2 separate regions of the Rattus norvegicus genome follow, and region 2 is linked to region 1. A link is a contact called in public Hi-C data. All regions are on one chromosome and are shown on one strand. Each heading gives the region's core, a stretch centred on a gene start, on an enhancer-like site or on the middle of the called end of the contact. The rest is flanking DNA. Distances are from core to core; before and after follow the strand shown.

Region 1 (2,765 bases), core at 132-2,631:
GGGTGAGACCGTGACGTCACTGCATGCGCGGTGCCTCCAGGGCTGCACTCGGGCTACAAGGGCTGATCTGACAGCAGGTCTTTCTTCTTTTTATCTTCCCGTTTCTCTTTCTGTTTTGTTTTTGGTTCGGTTTGGTTGTTTTTAGGGGTTGGGTTTGTTTGCTTCTTTGTTCGTTGAGACAGTGTTGCTTGCTTCGTGTATCTCTTTGTAGACTAGGCTGGCCTTGAACTCAGAGATTTACCTGCCTCTGTCCCCCGAGTGCCGGGACTCCGGAAGAGTGTGACACTACCTCCTGGCTTTTTTTTTTCTTTTTCCTGCCAACTGAGCTATGTTGCTGGACACTTTCTTTGAAAAAAAAATTCTTTTAAATATTTATTTATTATATATAAGTACCCTGTCGCTGTCTTCAGACACACCAGAGGAGGGCATCAGATCCCATTACAGATGGTTGTGAGCCACCATGTGGTTGCTGGGATTTGAACTCAGGACTTCTGGAAGAGCAGCCAATACTCTTAACCGCTGAGCCATCTCTCCAGCCCCTCTGTCTCTGAAAATTAATGAAGGGAGAGCTGAGGATGTCGGTCAAGAAAGAATGCTTGCCTACTATGTACAAGGTCCTGAGTTCAATCCCTGGCTACACAGACACACAGACATACCGACACACACACACACACACACACACACACACACACACACACACAGAGAGAGAGAGAGAGAGAGAGAGAGAGAGAGAGAGAGAGAGAGAGAGAGAATCTAACCAGGGAAAGGGGATACTGCTGAGCATTGAGAGGGTCTGCTCTGCCCCCCTCAACCCCGTCATCAATAAACGTACACATTGTCCCCACAGGAGCAGCCTTCTCCTTTAAGTACAGCCCTGGGCAGCTGAGGGGAAGCCAGTACAAGAAGATGATGACCAAAGAAGAACTGGAGGAGGAACAGAGGTAGGCCGATTTCTGGAACACTAATTCGTGGGCCAAGCAGCGGTGGGCCTCCCGCAAGCCCCCGCCCACTATGCCCTCTTCCCTTCGTTTTCCGTTTTCTGTTTTGTGGGGGGCGGGGGAGGGGGTGCGGGTCCCTTCTCATCCTGGGAATATTCAGCCAGCTTCGACCGAGGGAAGAAGCTCCCCAGGGAGGCAGCAGGGAGGGAGGGCGTGAGAGAGAGGAGAGGAGAGTCTATTTCTTGTATCCTCTCTGCCCGACCTGGAAAACAAAGGAGCGAGATGCCAGGAAAGGGCCCGGAGCAGCCTCACTGCTCACTTATGCGTAGAGTCCCTGACAAAACCAATTTGTCACTTGAGGACAGAGCGGGATTCTTGGTGCTCATCCATCTGGCAGCCTCCCTCCTCCCGGCCCCCACCCACCACGTCATTCTCTATCTGTTCCGCTCTGCGCGCGCCCGCGCGGCTCTCAGCGCAGCGCCGCCGCTTTGCAGAGCTCAAAGGCAGCTGTATGGCTTCTGGCTTCTGGAATCAGGCCATTCATTCTCCTCTCAACCACTAGAGCCCCAGGATGTCGATCAGCTTCCCCCCCCCCAACATTTTATCCGGACTGCATGGGTGGCTGAAGGGGTGCTCGGAAGCAAATAGAATGTCAAGGTGGCCACAGCCCAGCCGTGCCCCACCCCCCCGCGTGCACCTGCCGCCCTGCCCCCCACCCCACCCCCAGCAATGTGAGCACAGCCCCTGATTATAGTGAAGTCCAGTCGAGAACAGAACCGTTTTCCAACCTCGGCACCCAGAGGGGTCTTTTGGGGACGAGGCTTGATTCATGAGGAGTAGAAGGCTGACCCCACGGCTCACCCCACCTCTCTAGCTGGCTCTAGGGCCACCAGCATCCCTCCACTATGCTGATTGCCCTCCTTGCACAATCCTGTCTCCCTGTCAAGATGCTGGGAGCAGAGGGATGCCAGTGAAGACACAGGCAGGAAGAAGCCCTTACTGTGGGACTCCCTGACTTTTTATGAGGACACTGCTGCCTCTCGTTGTGACCCCCATTTTGCCACCTTTATATTTCAGGATTGAGCTGACCTCTGACCTCACCTCCCTGTAGAGGGTCCCCTAGCCCCGGGCCACAAATGTTCTTGCAAACCCTTGTGGTAAGGAGGTTGGTTTCGTAGACTAGCAGTGCTTCCTTACATTGTCTGCTCTGTGTCCCCAACGCCCACCACTGACGTGGTCTAAACCCACCCCCTCCACCGCCTCCATAACCAATTAACGCATTCTGTCTCCTCTGAATCCATCTCGTTCTGCCTGTGCATGAGGAATCCCAGACACAGAAAGAGCCTCCGAGGTCCATTCAAGTCCCTGGAGGACCTCAAGGGCCCACTGATATAGGTGCTGGTGTACTTAGGCAGAGACCATCCTGTCTGAGAGCAGGGCTGCTATGGGGATGTGCATACGTCTTGCGAGGTGCCCTTGCTAGGTGCCCGATGTGGCTTTGTCTCACCCAGAGAAGGAGAGGCAGTTGGCTGTTCAGTGCAGGATAGAAACCCTGAGAGGGCCTGTACCCTCTCCATGGTGCGGGACAGCCATAGCTATTAATCTTCAGACTAAGGCCAGAAGCCTCCTGTGGTTCCCCCCACCCCCTGCTGGTGTTAATCCAGAGGACAGACAGGGTCATTTTCCTGAGGCTGTTTTGGAACTCCAGCTGAGGTGTTGCCACAGATCCAGCCCTGACTGGAGAGGAGAGAGAGGGCAGGGCGCCCTGCCATCCTAAAGGTTCCCGGGGATGGGGCTTTGGCAGCGTCATGGCCCCATTCTATCCAC
Region 2 (2,700 bases), core at 69-2,568, 250 kb before region 1:
CACACACACGCGCGCGCACACGCGTGCGCGCACACACACACAAGCACACAAGCACACACACACAAGCACACACACACACACCACTGAATAAATGTAAAAAAAAATGTAAAAAAAAAAAAAACAAATCATGTCCGGTTCTAATCCCTGGTTCCTGAGAGTGGGACCTTATTTGGAGAAGATGGAGTCTTTCTCGGGTGGAGTCAAGCTAAGGGGAGGGTCTCAGTCGGGTTTCTATGGCTGTGATGAAACGCCAGGACCAAAGCCACTCGTGGAAGGAGGGGTTTAGTTGGCTTACACTTCCACATCCCTGTTCATCATTGAAGGAAGTCAAGTCAGGAACTCAGACAGGGCAGGAACCTGAAGGCAGGAGCTGATGCAGAGGCCCTAGAGGGGCGCTGCTTACTGACTTGTTCATCATGGCTTGCTCAGCCTGCTTTTTTTGTATAGAACCCGGGACCACCAGCCCAGGGATGGCTCCACCCACAATGGGCTGGAACCTCCCCCATCAGTCACTAATTAAGAAAATGCCCTACAGCTGGATCGCATGACGGCATTTTCTCAAGTAAGGATCCCTCCTTTCAGATGACTCCAGCTTGTGTCAAACTGACCTAAAACTAGCCAGGACAGGAAGTCATGTTGGAGTGGGTGGGGTGCAATCAGATGTCACCAGTATCTTTAGAGAATAAACAGACACACGGGGATGTGCATGAGGTCACAGATGGGACTAAGGCTTCTACAAGGAGACTCAGGACTTGAAGCTCCAAACTCCCATCACAGCCTCCAGATGGCGCCGCCCTGCTGGCACTTTGAATTTGGATTTCCGGTCCCTAGAGACAATACATTCTGTTGCTTTAAGCTGTTTTACCACTGCCTTCTGGTAAGACAGCGAGCGCCAGGAGACAAACTCAGGGGCAACCACAAGCCCCCGCATTCACATCTGTGAGGTCTCCAAGGCAGCCCGGGGCTGGGGCTTCAAGCACTGCAAGCACGGTTGGCTTTGTGCATGGGTGCTGGGTGCAAACTCAGGTCCTGAGTTCGTGCAGTGAGTACTTTATGGACTAAGCCGTTTCCCTGGGTCCCAGCTTAATATTTTCTGAATGAATGGTTGCATGAACTGTCTGATTAGCTCTCTGCCTCCTAAACCCATTTCTTATCCTTAGGAACGGGATTATGTCCTTTCCTGGGGTATGTTCAACACTAAAGCCACTCCGCACTTGACGCTGTGGGCATGCGTGCAGACTGGGTTAAAGCAGGCTCTGTGAGGAGACAGAGCCCGTGGCGCGCTGCCCAGAGGCTGAGCCTGGGCTCTAAAGGCCGGGCCAGTTGCTCAGCTGGGTCTGCACACTGACTTCTGTGCCTTGAATCCTAGAAGAGGTGGCTTTGTCCCAGGAACCTCTTCGTTCTAAATCCTCCTCCCTGCAGGGAGCCTTGTGGCCACTAGATGGCAGTAAAGACCGAGGCTAAAGAGGTCCTAGTCACGAAAGCGCAGTGGGTATCATTGTGGTGGGAGGAAGACCTGGAAACCCCTGGGGATAAAGGTGGTGTCATCTTCAGGGGAGGGAGATTAGGACACCAAGGTTGGAATGCTCCCAGGGACCTAGGCAGAGGAACTACAGAGTTTCTGTGGTCAAGGTGGCTGGAAACTTGACTGGAGATCTGAAACCTTAAGTGTATCTTAGCAGGCTCTGATGGATAAAGGGAAGACATTTGAGAGTATGTAAAGCCCCGAGTTCAAGTCCTAGTGCACACAAAAGGGGAATAGAGTTTCTTTTTTTTTTTTGTAAAGATTTATTTATTTATTTTATATGAGTATACTGTAGCTGTCTTCAGACACACCAGAAGAGGGCATCAGATCTTATAACAGATGGTTGTGAGCCACCATGTGGTTGCTGGGAATTGAACTCAGGACCTCTGGAAGAGCAATCAGTGCTCTTAACCACTGAGCCATCTTTCCAGCCCGGGAATAGAGTTTCTTGAAGGGACGAGGGTTCATCTACATTCCAGTTTCATTTCTGCTGCTGTGCTAAAATACCCCGACGAGAAACAATCTAGGAGAGAAAGGAGGGGCTCTATCAGCTTGTGATTCCAGGTTATAGTCTACCCTTCGGTGGAAGTCAAGGAGGCAGGAACATCAAACAGCTGGTCACAGCATATCCTCAGTTAAGAGCAGAGAGAAATAAATACATACTCGCTTGCTTCGGCTCAGCCTGGTTTCTCCACTTTTATACAGTTTGGGACCCTTGCCTAGGGAATGGTGCTGCCCACAGTAGGCTGGGTCTCCTATATCAGTTAACTCAATTAAGACACACACACACACACACACACACACACACACACACACACACACTCACTCACAGGCAACCTGATGAGGTCAAGCCGACAGTTAAAGCTCACTATTACAACTCACCATTTTGAATCAGGCAACTTTCCAGAGCCCCAAGCATTTTACAAGAGAGAGAAGTGGGGAGTGGTTACCTAGTACTCACCAGTGAACAGGGAGTCAGGAGGAGAGATGATAGCAGCAGGTCACCATGGGACCCGTGGTGCTCCGGGAGGTGTGTTTATTCCATAGGGTGGAAGCCAGTGAGTCCTTTCTTGATTTCTCCTTTTGTCTCTTCTGTGTGTGGGTGGGAGTGGAGGCTGGGAGGGTTGTGGGGTGGTGGATGGGAGTGCAGTGTGTCAGTCAGCCTGGTCTATGAA

The links. A called contact is a pair of places that touch in the nucleus more often than the background predicts.
Region 2: a contact with region 1 is called in a Hi-C map of the A7r5 cell line, with 2.8 times the contacts expected there. The contact joins two enhancer-like sites. A contact is called at or near these places in 2 of 12 Hi-C or Micro-C datasets (the A7r5 cell line and frontal cortex).

The regions. Positions count from the first base shown.
Region 1 is chr10:102,508,902-102,511,666 of GRCr8, reverse strand. Mxra7 (matrix remodeling associated 7) reads left to right here. Exons shown (of 4, transcript NM_001398975.1): 3 at 848-941. Among named protein-coding and RNA genes, the nearest start is that of Mxra7, 20 kb to the left of the region's middle. Within about 2 kb of position 1,381, at least 46 of the 93 cell types and tissues checked have an H3K27ac peak or open chromatin away from gene starts, as enhancers often do.
Region 2 is chr10:102,755,934-102,758,633 of GRCr8, reverse strand. No RefSeq gene overlaps it. Among named protein-coding and RNA genes, the nearest start is that of Sec14l1, 61 kb to the left of the region's middle. Within about 2 kb of position 1,318, at least 37 of the 93 cell types and tissues checked have an H3K27ac peak or open chromatin away from gene starts, as enhancers often do.